2 separate regions of the Sus scrofa genome follow, and region 2 is linked to region 1. The links are chromatin contacts, called in public HiChIP or PLAC-seq maps. All regions are on one chromosome and are shown on one strand. Each heading gives the region's core, a stretch centred on a gene start, on an enhancer-like site or on the middle of the called end of the contact. The rest is flanking DNA. Distances are from core to core; before and after follow the strand shown. Region 1 holds the start of NINJ1 (ninjurin-1). Region 2 holds the start of FAM120A (constitutive coactivator of PPAR-gamma-like protein 1).

Region 1 (4,467 bases), core at 757-3,256:
AAAGAAAAAAGGAAGGAAGAAAGCAAGAAACTCCACACTGGGTGGGGGGACAAGGAGGCCCCAGGGTGAGGCAGGCACTAGGTTCCAACGCCCATAGGTGCCTACCTGCTGGCAGGTACATCTGCCAGGAGAGCATCCGTCTACTGTCCACAGGACCACAGTCTCCCCAGGAGTCTCCTTTTGTCTTACAGCTTCCCAGGGCTGTAAGACAAAAGGTGATGCACCTGGTCCCATGCAGGGCTGCCCCATGCTATCTCCCATCTGCTCATAGCACTTAGGACAGGGCCTGGCATACAGCAGGTGCTCTGTGGTTACTGGATGAATGAATGAATGAATGAGCCTCCAGCTCCAGGCCAATGTCACTTACCACTTTCTGACCTTGAGCACTGCTGCTTACCCCCTGTGATCGTTGGTTTATAAGGAGGGGTTAAATTCATGCCCACATGGCCTTGGTCAAATGCCTGTGCTAAAAGCAGGACCTCCCCCTCACAGATGGGGAAGCTGACTCACAGGGAGGTCAAGCCACCTGCCTAAGGTCACACAGCTTCTAATGGCAGTTCAGGGTCATAGGGTCCTACAGCAGCCAGGAAACAGAGCTCTGACAGAGGCCACTGCACCTCCCCAAGGTGGCTGGAAGGATGGAGGGGGCTGGTTGCTCTCCCTTGAGAGGGGCTGGGGGCGGGTGCAACTAGGAAGAGTGAAAATCAGCCAGGCCTGAGGGCTGCGTCAGGGTCAGGACAGAACATGACGGAACACAGGGGCCTGGACGTACACATACCCTCCGAGGGAGATAACGCCTGTCCCCTCCCCACCAATCTGGCTTCTGGGAAAGGCCCGGGTCCTGGGGAACAAGGGCCGACTGAGCCAAGGGCTGGAGGAACCAACACGCTCTGGCTAGGTTGAGCGGTTGGCTCTGGCACAGGGTGCTGCCCCAAGCAAGGGGGCCCTGCCTCCCGCCTGAAGACACAGAGGCTGCTTCATGAGGCGCGGAGAGGGTACTGGCACAAAGTGGGCCCAACCTGCGGTGATCCTTCTCTGCCTTCCCCTTCCCTCTGCTCCTGTCAGAAGCCTTCACACACCCATTTCCTGGCCGAGAAAGCTCGCAGGCTCAGAGTGAGTTGGGCCCAGACAACTTATTGACCCAGGTTTCTTCTGCGGGGCGGGAGAGGTATTGGTGAGATCCTCACCGGGGCCCCCAGGGTGAGTCTCGCTGGGCAATAACACCCTACCTAACTGGCGCGCCAGGCAGTTAGTGAAGTAGCTGGGGAAAGGATTTTTCCCTCGCTTTAAGGATTAAAAGTGACAAGATCCTGCTGTGTAGCACTGGGAACTATGGTCACTTTGTTGTTGTTGTTGTTTGTCCTTTAAGGGCCACACCCACGGCATATGGATGTTCCCAGGCTAGGGGTCAAATCGGAGCTGTAGCTGCCGGCCTACACCACAGCCACAGCAACACGGGATCAGAGCCGCACCTGCGACCTACACCACAGCTCATGGCAATGCCTTAACCCTCTGAGCGAGGCCAGGGATCCAACCCTCAACTTCATGTTTCCTAGTCGGATTCGCTTCCGCTGCGACAGGAGGGCAATTCCTGCTGGTCACCTATGATGGTTCATGATAATGTCAGAAAAAAGAATGTATACATATATGGGTCACCATGCTGTGCAGTAGAAAATTGACAGAACACTGTAAACCAGCTACAATGTAAAAAAAGAAAAAAAAATCATTATATAAAAACAAAAAGTGACAAGAGCACGGAGGGACGTCCGTTGCCCACCAACAGGCGAAGTAGGGGGCTTCCGAGAGTAGAAACCCAGGCCGGGGTCTCCTGCTCCTGCGCTCCACGGTGAATGGAGGCCCGGAGCCAGGCTACTCTATCGCCGCACCATGGACTCACGCCTCGGTGTCCCGCTGGCCGGGTCTTCAGGCCCCGGCTGGGGGCGGAGTGTGAGCGAGGCTGCACCCGCGGGGCTGGCCGAGGAGGCGGTTCCGGGGCGGGCCGGGGGCGGGCCGGGGGCGGGCTCGCAGCAGAGGGTCCGCGGCTGCAGGAAGCCGCGCGAAGGCCCAGAGTGAGGCTACTCTATCGCCGCACCATGGACTCACGCCTCGAAGATTATGAGCTCAACGGCGACCTGCGTCCGGTCTCGCCCAGCTCCCCAGACGCCTCGGTAAGTACCCCTCACCCCGCGCCGCTTCGCGACCTCGGCCCGCGCCCTCCCACTCTGGGCCCCGCACCCGGGATTCCAGGCACCTAGGGGCGCCAACAGGCTGCTACGCGGCGGCTGCGCTAAGCGTGGCTGTGGCCGCCACGCCGGGTGAGTCCCGCCCCCTACCCACGCGATTGGGGCCCAGCGGTGGTCCTGGGAATCCTGCCGCCCCGGCATGTGAGCAGGGGCGCGGGCGGGTTGGGGGGCTGCGATTCGCAGCCGGGGGCGGGTAGCGCCCACTCTGAACTTCTTAGCCGAAAGGCCTGGGCACCACCTTCCACTGCCTTCCTGCCTTGGCCCCTGACTTCCCGGCTCCCACACTGCCTTCCAATTCTGCATCTCCCGTTCGCCGCGCGCCGGGACTGGGCGGAGAGGATCCCGGCTTCTGGGCCCCTGGCCATCAGTGGGCAGACAGTTACGTCACCCACGGTGTCCACGGTGACTGCACAATCCTGTGCGTGCCCTGATGGAGAACTTGTGGTCGCTGTGGTACCGTCTCCTCTCTCCACCCCCAGATCCTCAGGCTGCCCAGAGCCTGCCCTGCTGGCTGTGGACATGGGGCAGGCCCTGGCAGAGGTCCCATATTAGAGCTAATACTCTCCCGCCCTGGGGTCCTGTCTCACTGCTAGGGCAGCCCCGGAGTATCAGTTCCTGACCGGCTTTGCCTGGGACCAGTGCTTCCCGAAGGCCTCTGTGGCGCAGTTCTGCATACTGCCCTCCGGTAACTTGTTGACTTTGGACATTCTTTCAATTTCTGACCCCCTGGGGATGGGGGCAGGGATGGTGGCCTCTCAGCCAAGTAAGCCAGACTAAGGCAGACAGAGACTGGCACTGCCCAGGTGTAGGTGACCAGTCCTAGATGATGTTGCAGTCACAGGCCACATTTAGGGGGTGAGGGGAGAACCTGTGAGGCAAGGCCCTAGACTGCAGAGTGGGACTCCCCGATGCCCCTGGCCCCCCATCGGTAATCCTTTCCACTCTTCTCCATCCTTGGAGGAGCCTTTCCAGGGCCCCAGCTATCTTGCTAGCTCTTCAGTAACGTCTCACAGCCCCTGGGTTGTCCCTAGGTTGGAGATGAGGAAACTGGGGACTGAGAAGAGCCTCCCCCACCCCAACCTCTGTGGCCTGCCCTGGCTGGTGAGCACTTTGGAGCAGTGGGCTGTGTGCCCTTGGGGAGGCTGCTTCACCTCTCTGTTCTGTCTCCTACCCATGATCTGAAAAGGGAGAACAAATGACCCCTGCCTACATTTGGGGAAGTGGGAAGAGCACATCAGGTAACACATGGCTGGGATGCTGGTTTGAAAGGGAAGGATTCAGCTCACCTCCCAGCCTTTGGCTGCACTTTCACTCCAAGCCTCATCTGCTCATCTTGGCCTTGGCAAGCAGGATGGGTGTGCTCAGGAATCACTGCATTGGCTTTGGGACCAGCTGCAGGCAATGCCACCGTGTACTGCTCAGACTTGGTCTGAGAGCCGAGACCAGCTCAGATAGGGAAGCCAGAGCCAAAGTGACAGACTCCCAGGGGCTGGTCGTAATGGCAGGTGGGAGTGGGGTCAGGAAGGCTTACCCATCAGGAGAGACATTGGTGCTGAGCCCTGGAGGACTGGAATGGGGTGGAGGTATGGCCCCCATCCCATGATGTGTGGCAGGGAGTCCCAGGCAGGGGTGTCCCTGGGGGGCTGGACCACCAAGCACATGGGAGCTGGTGAAGAGGTAATATGGGAGGTCAGACCTTACGGGCTTCAGAGGCTTACATGAATGGGATACATTCTTCCAGGGGGTCTCTAATCACAGACAGGGAAGCTCTGGCGGCGGGGGGGGGGGGGGGTGTCAGTCCTAAAGGTCACTCTGCTCACCCTGCCTGGGGCCCAGGCCCACCCGACATTGCTTTCCATCCTCTGCCTTCCCCCCTCCTCTCCCTCCCCACCCTCAGGACCTGTCTCAGTGTGTTCTTGGGCACATCACTCTGTGCCTCAGTTTCTTATCTGTGAAATGGTGTGAGAGTGGTGCCTCCTGCAGAGGCTTGTGGTGAGTACTAAATGGGCTAATGTGGGTGAGGTGCTGGAGACCAGACACACAGTGTTCTTAACCTTCTCGCCTGCCACACGAGACCCTCTCCCAAAGATGATACTCTGCAAGCACCTTCCTCCAGGCAGAACCCCCTCCCCCGCCCTGTGAACTAGTGTGGCTTCCCCCTGCATGTTACCTGGCTTCTTAGAAGAAAGACTTGCTGGGAAATGGGGCAAACTCCAGGATCTTC
Region 2 (4,004 bases), core at 1,307-3,806, 190 kb before region 1:
AAAAAAGAATTCAGGGAGTTCCCGTCGTGGCTCAGTGGTTGACAAATCCAACTAGGAACGATGAGGTTGCGGGTTTGATCCCTGGCATTGTTCAGTGGGTTGGGGATCCGGCGTTGCTGTGAGCTGTGGTGTAGGTTGCAGACGTGGCTTGGATCCCGCGTTGCTGTGGCTCTGGCATCGGCCGGCGGCTACAGCTCAGGTTAGATCCCTAGCCTGGGAACCTCCATATGCCGAGGGAGCAGCCCTAGGAAAGATTAAAAAAAAAAAAAAAAAAAAGAATTCAGCCATCCTTTCAACAGATACAGCGACCATGTATACACACTGAATCTAATCCTAAGTAATATTTCAGGTGTTCTTCTGAAAGCCACGTTACTAGACAGCTCGTAGTCTTTTCAATAGTAATTTCCATCTCTGGACAACTGTTAACCCTCTTAAGGTATCATCTGAAGGTGGACCACACCTGGGAATCAGTACTGTTTTACTTTCCAGGGAGCACAGGCTCCAGGGCAGAGCAGCGGCAGTCCCCGGCTCTCACCCGAACTTCCCCAGGGACGCAGGCTAGGTCTCTGCCACACTCACAGGCCAATCCACGCTCTCGCAGCAGCCTCAACCGGCAGACTTAGCAGCCCTGTCACCAATTGCAACAGGAGGCGGGTGGGACTTCCGCTATCACTTTAGGCTTAACCCCCACCATCTCAGCACAGGCAGAGCAGTCAGGAAGTTCGAATTTCACAAACTTTGGGATCAGGCACAGTTTCAAGCAGAAATAAAGGAAGGACAAACACATTGGAAGGCAGAGTGGCAGCAGTCAGAAAACCAAAACAGCCCCCCCCAAAATTTTTAAAAGAACCACTGTGGAAAAGGAAGCAATCGAAACTCAAGTCAAGGGTCATTGATTTGCATGTAATCTCTGCCATCACTGCTGGGTCCTGAAGCACTCCTTGGCCTGAGTTCAGGGAGGAGCCTTCTGCCAAATGGACAGCAGAGTGCTGGACAGTCGAAGCTCTGATTACCTGAGTGCACAGCCCAAAGTGGCAGACTCTTCACTGTGCAGAGAAATAAATCCTGGAAACTCTGATTCACATTCTCTTCGCCCTGACTTTTAAGCTACTCGTTTCACATCACATACACAGAACCAAAGACTTTTTCACGCAGACTCTCAGTACAGAACTAACAGAATTCCATGTCAAACTTTATGGCTCTTTGAAATCTAATGCACACAAAAACCAATTTCTCGAAAAACTACCATCTTACAGGGAACCTGGACCCAGGCCTGAGTTCTCAAGAAGAGACCAATTCCTCAGGCCTTGCCCAGGTCACTGCCCCCAGCTGAGCCGGAGTGACCGCAGTAGGCAGAACTTCAATCCACCCTCAATGGATGGAGACCCCTTCCTGTTGCCAGCCAGCCCACCTGCTCCCACAAAAAAACCTGTTGCTGTTCAAGTCTTGCGAAATTCGAAAACGAATGTCTCATGAAAGTTGACGTTAGGAGCTTTAAAGAGTGGAGGAATACGCGGGATCTCAGCAAGGGCGGCACTGTGCCCTCCGAGCTTGCAGCTACCGCCTGGGGCAACCCAGGCCCCCAGATCCCGGGCACTCGCAGCCGCCGGCCGGACTCCAGGCCGCGCGTCCATTTTGCAGCAGGTCCGTCAGACAGACCAGGAGGGGAGAGGAACCTGCGGTCCCCGGGGCCCAGACCCCCACCGGGGCCCCGGCCCCAGCCCGGCTCCAACTTCAGCTCCTGGCCCGCAGAGACCCCAGATCCCAACCCCGGCCCAAACGCAGATTCCAGACTCGGACTCGGCCCCGGGCTCCAGACTCAGACCCAGGCCCGGACCCCAGACCACCCGCCCACTCCAGACTCCAGTCCAACTCTGACCGCGGACTCCAGATCCCGGCCCACCCTGACCCTGAATTGAAGCGACCCCGGCCGGCCCGGGCTTCCAACCCTGCCCCTGGCCGGCCCGTCGGCCCCTACCGACCCCGGCCAGCCCGCCCGCCCTCTCAGCGGGCCGCACCTTGACGTGGAAGCGGATGAGCGCCAGGCGGATGCAGTGCGCCATGCAGACGGGTGGCAGGAACCAGACCTTGGGCGGCGGGGTGCCCTTGTTCTGGACATGGCTGACGATCTGCTGCGCCGTCTGGCGCTCGTTGCCCTGCCGCTTGACCCATTCGTGCAGCCGCGCCTTCTCGAGCGCGCCGTTGAAGAAGACGAAGAGCTCGATGTTGCCGCCGAAGCAGGCCTTGGCTAGCGCGGCCAGGTAGCCGAGCATGTGGTTCCACTGGCCGCCGCTCACCCAGTCGGTGTAGAAGCCGCCGTAGAGGCGGTGCAGGCAGTTGTCGGCGTCCACCAGCAGGCGCAGCGGCGTGTGCGGGGGCCGCTGCCGCCCGCCGCCCACCAGGCTGCCCCGGGCCAGCTTCTGCAGCTCCACCGGCACCACGGCGCTCGGGCAGTGCTTCTCGATGTAGTCCTGGAAGCCCTGCACGCCCATGGCGGCGGCGGCGGCGGGCGCGGGGCGGCGGGGCGGCGGGGCCGGGGGCGGCGGGGCCGTGGCGCGAGCCGGGGCCGGGGCCGGGGGCGGGCTCTAGGGGGGGCCGGGCCGGGCCGCGGGCGCGCTCATGGCCGCTGCGGCCGCCATGTGCTGCCGCCTCCCAGGGCCATGGCGGGGAGGGACCTGCGCCGTGCGCCGCTCCAGGCCCAGGCCAGGCGGAGGCGGCCTCGCGCGGGCGGCGGCGGCGGCAGCGGCGGGGCGGGGCGGGGCGGGGCGGCGACGGCTGACGTCCGCGGGCCGGCGGAAGAGGCGGTGCCGCGGGGCGGGGCGGGCAGCCGGAGCCTGAGACCCCTACCCACACGATCCCCGGCCCGCGGGAGGGGCGCCCGGCCCAGGCGGTGCGCGGGGTCTGCGCGAGCTTCCGGGAGGCCTCGGGGCGGCGGCCTCACCTCCTCCGCTTTATGACCCCTAGAGCTGTCACCGGGGAAGCCTCCTCGCATCCCTGGGGTACGGTCACCCCAGACGGTCTTGTCCGCGGAAGCCAGTCGGACAATCCCTTTCCCGGCCCCGCTGCGAACCGCTCACCCCGAGGAGGCCACGTTGTGTCCTCGGGATCCGATCACCCTGAAGAGTTCTCATCCTGAAAGCTGGTCGCCTCGAGGAGGAGGCCCGGCCCGTCGCCGATGGCCATAAGAAAGCCCCATTGTCATCCCCTGCGCCGGTCATTCCAAGGAGGCCCTCTCGCGCCCCCGTGGACTGGTCACCCAGAGAAGGCCCCTTCCCGTCTCCAGGAGTCAGTCACCTGAGGAATCCGCGTCCATCCCCAGGAGCTGGTCACCCCGAGGAGACCTCAGCCTGACCTTGGGGTATCATCCCCTCAAGGAAGCCACATCCAGTCCCTTGAGAGACGGTCACCAGAGGAGGTCTCATCCCTGGGGTGTGGCCACCCCAAGAGTCTCGTCCTGGTCCCAGGGGCAGTCACCCAAAGGTGGGACCGGTGCCCTGGCGGAGGTGGCTGCAGACTGAAGAGTAGGCAGGCAGTAGACGTCGGGGTGCATCTGGGAGGGAGGATGGTGAGCAGAAGCCATTTGTCCCAAATGGAGAAAGGAACTAGACTGTGTGCTGGGTGTAGTCACCAAGTTTTAGAAATGATCTCCTGCTCTCTCAGCTTTAATCGCATTGGTATCTTTAATTAACTTAGAAAATAACTCTCCAGACTTGCAGTTGTTCATAAGGAGTGGAGTCCTAATTCTGAGAAAGTTAGAAAGGTGGCAGATTGACCCCACGACTCGCTGGGATTACTGCTTTTCTGGGAGAAATAGGGCTGCGTTGTAAGCGGAGACCCTCACTGGAGCTCCCTTTTAGGGAGTAGATAGAGTTCCTTAACAGGTAGTTCTGACTCTGACCCCCTCAAAGTGGTTTCACTACCTGAGGCTCCCCTTTATCATTTTCCCACCAGTGACAGGTTTCATGGACCAGACCCTGAAATAGCAGACACTCTATAATGTAGTA

The links. HiChIP or PLAC-seq counts read pairs in DNA pulled down with a chosen protein or histone mark.
Region 2: a contact with region 1 is called in an H3K27ac HiChIP or PLAC-seq map of alveolar macrophages. The contact joins the promoter of FAM120A here to the promoter of NINJ1 in region 1. A contact is called at or near these places in 2 of 5 promoter capture datasets (fetal liver and liver), 1 of 47 Hi-C or Micro-C datasets (liver) and 2 of 2 datasets of contacts at active chromatin or transcription factors (alveolar macrophages and skeletal muscle).

The regions. Positions count from the first base shown.
Region 1 is chr3:42,670,369-42,674,835 of Sscrofa11.1, reverse strand. NINJ1 (ninjurin-1) reads left to right here and starts at 2,006. Exons shown (of 4, transcript XM_021088145.1): 1 at 2,006-2,168. The coding sequence starts at 2,094.
Region 2 is chr3:42,860,146-42,864,149 of Sscrofa11.1, reverse strand. It overlaps FAM120A (constitutive coactivator of PPAR-gamma-like protein 1), which reads right to left and starts at 2,556. Exons shown (of 19, transcript XM_021088177.1): 1 at 2,019-2,556. The coding sequence starts at 2,492. It overlaps LOC102158199 (a long non-coding RNA gene), which reads left to right and starts at 2,789. Exons shown (of 2, transcript XR_302257.2): 1 at 2,789-3,480.